Linked DNA regions of Mus musculus: all the other regions are linked to region 1. Evidence: chromatin contacts called from public promoter capture Hi-C data. All regions are on one chromosome and are shown on one strand. The core of a region is the stretch at or near the end of the contact, and the rest is flanking DNA. Distances in the headings are between cores, read along the strand shown. Region 1 holds the start of Nol8 (nucleolar protein 8). Region 2 holds the start of Ptpdc1 (protein tyrosine phosphatase domain containing 1). Region 3 holds the start of Cks2 (CDC28 protein kinase regulatory subunit 2).

Evidence for each region. Promoter capture Hi-C pulls out the DNA fragments that hold promoters and counts their contacts.
Region 2: a promoter capture Hi-C map of pre-B cells shows a contact between it and region 1, with 4 times the contacts expected there. The contact joins the promoter of Ptpdc1 here to the promoter of Nol8 in region 1. A contact is called at or near these places in 2 of 39 promoter capture datasets (liver and pre-B cells), 4 of 484 Hi-C or Micro-C datasets (B cells, CD4 T cells, natural killer cells and 1 more) and 3 of 9 other capture datasets (adipose tissue, liver and pancreatic islet).
Region 3: a promoter capture Hi-C map of liver shows a contact between it and region 1, with 3 times the contacts expected there. The contact joins the promoter of Cks2 here to the promoter of Nol8 in region 1. A contact is called at or near these places in 7 of 39 promoter capture datasets (the C10 cell line, the HPC-7 cell line, cranial neural crest and 3 more) and 4 of 115 datasets of contacts at active chromatin or transcription factors (astrocytes, embryonic stem cells and large pre-B cells).

What each region holds. Positions count from the first base shown.
Region 1 is chr13:49,651,626-49,654,552 of GRCm38.p6, reverse strand. Nol8 (nucleolar protein 8) reads right to left here and starts at 1,475. Exons shown (of 17, transcript NM_001271397.1): 1 at 871-1,475; 2 at 51-206. The coding sequence starts at 907. Cenpp (centromere protein P) reads left to right here and starts at 1,822. Exons shown (of 8, transcript NM_025495.3): 1 at 1,822-1,970. The coding sequence starts at 1,864.
Region 2 is chr13:48,624,327-48,627,075 of GRCm38.p6, reverse strand. Ptpdc1 (protein tyrosine phosphatase domain containing 1) reads left to right here and starts at 1,404. Exons shown (of 10, transcript NM_207232.2): 1 at 1,404-1,699.
Region 3 is chr13:51,643,787-51,646,581 of GRCm38.p6, reverse strand. Cks2 (CDC28 protein kinase regulatory subunit 2) reads right to left here and starts at 1,350. Exons shown (of 3, transcript NM_025415.3): 1 at 1,111-1,350. The coding sequence starts at 1,169.

The DNA of each region.
Region 1 (2,927 bases), core at 226-2,725:
TAATATCATTGACCTTGTCTGTTTTTAACTCCCTCGTGTTACAGATTTACCTTGGTCATCTTTCCGAGTGATGATCTCCACGTCAGAAACTTCTCCAAATCTGCCGAACTGATTTTGTAGGTCTGTCTCAGAAATGCCCTGTCCAAGTCCACCCACAAAGAGGCGCTTCATTTCTCTGTTGCCTTGCATGGATGTTGGGCATCTATCTGGAAAAGTTAATTTTGGACAGAAAAACAATTTAATAGTTTTCCAGAAATTTAACACAACTCTTTCCCCTGAAACTTCTGTGCCAACTTCATCTTATGAAGCTATGTCTCTTCATATGTATTGCTTTCAGATTTTATCAGTGGAGATTTTACAAAGGCCCTCCATCCACATTCTCAATGAACACACTTTGCAACTGCACCTAAGTACAGCACATCCACACATCTTCTCCCAGATGTTTTCTCTAAAACAACCACAGCTATTATATCTTATCCTTATTGATTTTTTATTCGAAGTACTGCCCTCCCCCATTCATTTCTACATTTTTACCTTAACATATACTGGCAAAAATAGTAAGCTAACGGATAAAAATAGCTTCATCCTGGAGCTCCAGTCATAACAAAGTCTGCAATTACAATAGTATGGCAAAATACAAGTGTCCCCTAAGCGCTGTTAAATCACAAAGACGGCAACTTAAGTTATACCTAAAATATGTTTCCCCACTGTGTGCCTGTATTGTTCAAAGCAGTCTGAGTGGATCTCATCGGTCAGGGGAGTAGGAGCGGTTACGGCTTTTCCCAGTGCCACTTAGAAAACAGTAGTGGTGACAGCAAGGATCATAATGAAGTCTAATTTTGGAACCCGGAATTGTTAACACTGTCCTACCAAGATTGCTGGAAACGTTTTCCAGAGGTCGCTCCATCTCGTTTAGCTCTCGGCGGATGTTCAGCTCTTACTCAAACCTTTCTCAAAAGTTGGCTGTCTCCTTCCAAGCGAGATCACTAAATAGCGGCAGAAGCCCAAAGCAAAGGCCAGCACTCTGGGAAAAAAACCTACAGTGTACCCCTTCTTGGTAGCCACCGCCCCATCCTTCCAGCCCTGCCCTCTCTCTTCGAGAAGCCCCTAAGGAAGGAGAGGAGAGGCTAAGCCCAATAGCCCATCACTTCTCACGAGCAAACACTCTTCCTCAGGGCGCTTGTCCGACTCAGCTCAAGCCCGGCGTAGCACTTAACGTCTAATAACACGTGCCGGCAAGTGCATTTTCCTTTCCTTCCTACAAAGTTTCCAACCCAATCTCCTAAGGTTCCGTTATCCCGCAGTTCCAGAGGGCTCTTTATTTCCTCCGCCTTCGCTTTTACTGACGTTCTGTTAGTTCTCCTCCACGTTGTAAAACTGACAGAGTGTGAGAAAGAAAAATAAAAATCGGTAATTCCTACAGAAAAGACACTCCGCCGCGTGGTTCCTGATTTCCGGTTCAAGTAGGCGGAAGTGAAGAAGCGGAACCAAAATAAAGAGACTCCTTTCCTCGTGCTTCCGAGAATCCGCCCCCTTCGGTGACGTAAGAGCTCGGCTGGCCCAGTGGCCGTTAGACGGGATGGGCGGCCGTTGGAGGGTGACGTGCAATTTGGAACGAACCAACTCGCAGAGGCGGCGGGGGTGTCTAGACGCTCGACGCGACATTTCGCGGGCCGTCAGGCTCGGGAACGTCGTCCGAGGCCGTGGGCGTGGACGCGCGACTCCCGGCAGCCTCTCCCCCCGTGAGCTCGAGAGTGGTCCGTTCCAGGAGCGCGCGCGCTCCTTGAAGTCTCCTGGCTGCCCGAGGCGCCCAGACTGCCATTCTCCGGGCTACTTCACCTTCAGGGTTCCACGTCGGTAGCCATGGATTCCGAGACCCGCGAACTGCGCGCCCTGGAGGCGGAGGTCGCAGCGCTGCAGCGAGAGTGCAGAATGCTGCAAAACGCTGGGGAGAAGGCGTCCGGAGCCTGGTACGTGGCTCGGGTCCATCCCTCCCAGCCCATGCCCTGTAGCACCCCGCGGACCTCTCAACCTTATGACAGTTCTGGACTCCGACTCCCTCACCCCCCCAAGACCCATGCTCAAGAACGTGGTGGGAGACGTCCTGAAATGTGAACTTGAATCAGTGTTCTGGGAGAACGATGACCTCATGAGTGTGTGAACGCTGCGTTTGGGGCTTATGACTTGATTATAATCAGCAGAAAATAGTTTCCTTAAGGGTTGTTTTCGCCCAGTTGATGAGAATCAAAGGGAAAATCTGGCTTTTCTTTAAGCAGTCTTTGCCTTCGGGAGAACAGCATCTAGATAGCTGGTTTTGTTTTGTTTTGTTTTTCTGGGTTTGGAGACATTGTTACTCTGTAGGTCAGGAACTGGCTCAATTTGATTTCAAACTCAAGAGTCTTCTATTCCGCAGCCCCCAACTCCCACACACAGTGTTGGAGTTATTACCTGAGCCACCATACTTGCTCTTGTCTAGTTGGGATTCCCTCCTTACTCTGGTTTCATGGATTTGTTTTTGTGACTCATCTAACGATGTAGTTAAGGGGCCCTGACCTTTTTTTTTTTTTTTTTTTTTTTTTTTTTTTTTTCTGCATTATGTTAGAAACATAAGGGTTGGGGGTATATAGCCCCAGGGCAGGGCAGCCTAGCATGGTCAAATTGGTATATATGGCTAATGCCTTCTATAGGAAACTGTGATAGTCTTCTGATTAGTTACTATTGTTAAGCCTTATTTAAAGGTAGTTGATCTGAGTGTTAAATAGTTAAATAGCTTGCCTAAGGTCCTAGAGAAATCCAAAGCCCAAGCATTGCCCATTCAAAGAGAGAAGGAAGGCTAGAACTAGCAGTAACTTAGTATCTTAAACATGGAAAAAAAATACCTTTTTTATTAGGTGTAATTTGGAACAGGTTCAGAGAACCTTAGTGCA
Region 2 (2,749 bases), core at 155-2,654, 1.0 Mb after region 1:
TGAGATAACAGGACTTCTAGTAGAGTTTGAAAACATGGACTCAGCAGAGGCTGGTAGATGCTTATCTGGATCCATCCCTCACTTTTTTGGCATGGGATTTCCTTAAGAACAGAAATGTGCCTAGTGAAGACATTTCTCAACTACATGAGGTCATGTTACTGAGTATGTAAGATCTATAATATGATTAAGTTGATGGGTAGGCTTCTAGTAAGATCTTTATTAAAATATTAAATAAGGACATGGTGGATGGTGCTCTGTCTACGATTTTGATCCATGACACAAATTGAAAGGAAACCTGATTTTTTAAGGGTGACATGGCAGAATGTCTGGATCCCTGGGTACAGCTTTAATGAGAAGAAATGCCTGTGAGTTTAGATCAGGATTCTGGAACCTGGAGTTTCTGTTACAAGAGGGCAGAGACCAGTCAGGTCTCTTAATGACAGGGTCCCTGTTCCTGTCCAGACCTGGAGTCACAAGAGGCTAAGATGCTGGCAAGGCTTTGACAAAGAAAGTCTAAGGATTGCAGGAGAACAGAAGGAAGAGACTCTGGTGTTATGGAAAACTGACCAAAGAAGAACCAAACACCACTCTGAGAGTTGGAGAATTCAGATTTATTAGGCTAGCCTACTCCACTGTGGAGAGACATAGTATTTATGGGTTTTTAGCTTTGGTCATCCAACTGCTACAGCACTGGTGTCTTTAAATTACTGCCTTAGTGAACATTTGCTGATGGTCTGTTTCAGAACAACCGAGGGGAAATTTCTACTTGAGTTAAAGTATGCTTACAGAACAAGTGGCAGTTGGGACTTTCGTTAGCAACACGGATCGTTGCTAACAGGTACAGTGGTTTCACCAGATACCTACAGGACCCATACTTATGACAGCACTTGGTCTTCATTTTCCCCCCTCTACATAATTCAACTTTCCCCTACTAGACCAACTCCAGAAATTCATATTTAAACTGTCATAGTGCAAGACAATATTGACTATTAAATATAATAGTTCAAGAATATTAGGGGGGAAATGAAGACATTCGATGCATAATATGGGCTTTTCTTCTTCTTTGGGCGCTGAGACGGAACACGTGGTTCCGTGAGCGAAGCTCCAGAGCAGTCCTCGCTCCTCCTGCGACTCTGCACCGGGGCTCGTGGGGAGTCGGTGCCCCCCACCCCCACCCCCATGCTGCAGGCTGGCAGCCGCGCCCTCTCATGGCCCTGAGGGTCCTCCGGGCTTTCCGCGCACACGCCGTCGGCTCAGCCCGCGACCACTCAAGCCCCAGCTCGGCTTCCCAGCGGCTCCCACATGTTCGAAAACCTTAGAAGCTGTCCGCCGCGTCACGGGCCGCCTCGAGTCTCCATTGGCTGGCGCGTATCACGTGCACCGAGCGGCTCCGGCTATTGGCTGTTGGGTCGGGCGCGCGCAAGGCCGCGGCGGCGACAGGGCGTCCTCGGCGGCCGGGCTGTGGAGTGGCCCGTGCGCGCGCCCGAGGGAGACGTTGTGTAGCGCGCCTGGCGGGGAGTCTCCCTGCTCAGAGGCGCGGCGGGAGGCCGGGCCTGCGGGCAGGCCAGCGCCGCGGAACCCGCCCGAGCAGCGCCCGGGGCCGGCCGGTCCTCTCCGCCCGCGCCTCCCGGCCCTAGACGTGAGACACCGACCCGTCGGCTCCAGGGCTCCGAAGCCGGAGAGCGAAGCGCGCCAAGAGGTTCGGAGTCCGCAGCCAGTTAGGCGCCCGCCGAGCGGTCCCCAGACGGTTGTCCTTACGCGGCGGGTTATCCAGGGAGGCGTTATTTGGAGGCGCATCCCTAGAGGCGGGGCGGGGGACCAGGGCCACCGGGCGCCCCTCTGTCTTGCTCAAGTGCTGCGACACTCGGATTTCTCGGGAGCAGTTGGAGGCTTGCTTGGGTGTTTTAGTTGAAATCTCTTGATTAGAAATATTGACAACTAGTTCTTCATTACAAATAAAGCAGACAAGACAGCCACAAGCAGGTATCAGGCTACCACTTTGGGATCCCTAATTCGGACCTCTTTCTGTCAGTAAACGAGTCACGTGACCTTGACCAAGTCACTTTTTCTCCTGACATGCATTCTCAACGTTGATAATGATGATGATGATGTCGATGTCCCTGCTCTGGGGTGTGTGTGTTTTCTTATATAATAAAGGGTTTGTGGCCTTTCAGAGGACCACACCATAGATACACCCTACCTGTGGTATTAAATTTTAATGGAAAAGAAAATTTAGTAAACAAAGGCCCAGGGAGGAGGGGGGTGGAGCTTGAGAAACAGTGCTTTAGGGAAATAGCTGATCAAATTATTCCAGCAAGGGTTGTCTATGCTAAAAACTGAACACAAGCTATCATTCATTGACTGCGAGCTGAAGGAGCCTGAGAAGCTGTTATCATGGCGGGCACTATTAACCTGTGTGAACATGTATATATCCACCTCCACCTCACCCTCCACCCCCACCCTGCACAGCATAAGCTTTCTTGAGTTTAACAACAAAGTGTCATTCCAGGTTGTTGTTTTGTTTTTGTCTTTCCCTCAGAAAGGAAGGCTTGGGTGATTTGCCACAATCAGAGCTGTTAGTGGAAAGAAATAAAATGTAAACACGCATGTATGACCTCAAACCACTCACTCATCACCATGTGGTTTCTTCCTGTTCAGTTGTAGCGAAACTTCTCGCTACCCAGGAATCCCACCTGTGGCTTTTTAAAAAGTGTGGATACCCAGGTCTTAGAGACAAACTGGGACCAGC
Region 3 (2,795 bases), core at 101-2,600, 2.0 Mb before region 1:
TAAAGAAATGTATATAAACCCATATGCTAAACATTTCCATCCAAATAATTATTTGCCTAATTTAGAAAGACAGTACAATTACTTTCGGTCATTTTTGGATATTTCCAAACCAAGTTCTGAGTTACTATAACGACCAAATATTAAGCCAATTATCACATGGTTACCATTGTGAAGTTTGTAATTACTATGTAAAGACTGTTATGTATTTAAATTTTTTAGTAAGGGGGAAAAAAAAAACCCATGAGACTTCCCTACTTAAGAACATTCAAGTTTATAGCATTAGTGCATCGTCAAACAGCCTGGAAAAAGTTTTCTGGCTGTGAAGACTTCTACACTAGCGGACTGAGAGAATGGGGGGTGGGGCGGTGAAGCCACTCTTTTAAAAAGTGTCTCATCCCTCAAACAGCATTCTGGACACTAACCTAAAAGGGCAGCAAACAGAAAACAAGGTCACTATTTGCCCAAGGGAGGAACAGGTTTTACCCACCTGGAGTCCTTGACTGTGTCCCAGAATGCAACGCTCTAATCCCAACCCAGAAGAACCCAGCGACGGAAAGGCCTTTGAAACCACACCCCAAGTCATAAGGGATACAATAAAGTTAACTACAATCCTCCCTTACTTTCCACAATCCCATTTGCTAATTATATTAACGTAGGTACTACCTTCCTGCGCATCTCAGGATTTAAAACTCAAAACTTCCTCAAAAGCCCCAAACGTGGCCAATATGGACTAGCAGTTGAAGGTAACGTAGCCACCACCACCCCAATCCTTCCGAAGGCAATCTCGAGTTTTCAATTTGATCTTGAAGCCCTTTAACAACGCCCCGTGTTACAGCGTCTGGAGCCGTTACCCATCAGACACTCGATAATGCCCGTCGGGTGCGTTTCCGGGGACTTCCCCTCCCGGCCAGTCCGGGCCAGTGCGGTTTGCGGTCGTGAACTCCCAGACTAGGCGCTGCCCACCCATCTAACGACTCCCCATCTCCTGCGATCCCCGCAACACTACACAAAGCAAGGCTGCCCGGACGGACGGAGGCCTCTAAGGGGGTCCGAGTCCCGACCACCAGGTCTGACCTCCCAGCGCGGCCCTCCTCCGCAGGCGCTCCTCACCGGTACTCGTAGTGCTCATCGAAGTACTTGTCTGAGTAGTAGATCTGCTTGTGGGCCATCCTGCCGGCGCGCAGAGGAGTAAGCGGGATCAGGAAACCGGGCGCAAGGGGCTCTACGTCCGCCTAGGGCCGACGCAACGACTCGAATGAGGCCAACGACCGCAGGCCCAACGCTCTGGATTTGAATCCGACAGCCCTCCGCCGATTGGGCGAAGCCACCAACCAATCACGCTCCGCGCAGACCTCGAGGACAGGTAACCAATCAGAAGCCTGTTGCAAGATTGCGAGGGCGGGAGTAAGGATTGGCTAACGATTCAGCGAGGAGCGCCCGGCGACCCCAAGAGATATTGAGAAGGGCGGAGCCGAGTCGTTAAGTGCCTCGCAGCGCGTGCGCAGTGGTTTAGAACGTGCCTGGGGGCAGAACCGTTGGGTGGTGGGCGGACACGAGATGAGGTATCCGGGGCTCTGGGGGCCGGAGCGGCACGAGACGCCTGGGGGGCGGTCTCTGTGGTCAGGGAAGTCCAGCTGCGGAGCGTTCCAGAGGGTAAGGTGCCCTCCGCTGCCCCTGATGGCAACGCTAATTACGCTTGGCTGCGAGCTAGTCCCATCTTAAAAAGATGTGCTCATGTAAAAGGAAGTTGAAAGGGTGTTAAGTCGTGGTTTCGTGCAGCAAGTTACATATAACAACCATTTTCTACAATGAGCAGGTGTCATTTTTCTTTTAATATTTTTGCGATTTGTTGCAGTGGATGAATTGCTCTGGTGTGGCTGTTAGGATAACAAAGTAACCCACGGCAGCTGGGCGTACTGGCCCACACCTTTAATCCCTGTACTCCAATGCCAGGTCAACACCCCTCCCTCCTCCTTTTTTTTTTTTAGTTTGGTTTGGTTTTTGTTTTTTCGGAGACTGGCTTTTCCTGTGTAGCTCTGGCTGTCCTGGAACTCACTCTGTAAACCAGGCTGGCCTCGAACTCAGAAATCCATTTGCCTCTGCCTCCCAAATGCTGGGATTAAAGGCGTGCGCCACCACCGCCCGGCTGTTTTTTGTTTTGTTTTGTTTTGTTTTGTTTTTGAGACAGAGTTTCTCTGTGTAGCCCTGGCTATCCTGGAACTCGCTCTGTACACCAAGCTGGCCTCAAACTCAGCGATCCTCCTGCCCCTGCCTCCCCAGTGCTGGGATTAAAAGTGGATGCCCCATCACCGTCCAGCTTCAGCCTAATATCTTTAACAGATGGTAGGATAGCAAAGTGTGATCCTGTCTAAAATAATAAAAACGGAAGTCAGCATGTAACTACAATTTTATTTTTTTATAGAGTTGGGTAATCAGGTGCCTGCAATCTTTTAACGACAGGTTTCCCGACTTCACTTGGCCCTCAGTTAAAGAGAACACAAGATCGTCTGACTTCTTGCACAACTTTAAAGTTATTTTTAGCACTAAAATAATAAAGGTGCTAATTGCCTACCGATATTATCACGTGAGACAACAGGTGGGATTAAAATTTCAACATGTAAATAGGAGGATGTAAGCATACACTCTATAACACAAATAATATGGAGGTATGAGTTCTGTTCTGAAAGATCTTTAATTACTATCTAAGCAGTGGTTCTCAACCTTCCTGATGCTGCAGCCCTTTGATGCAAGTGGTGATCCTTAACTTTATAATATTTTGTTGCTACTTCATAACT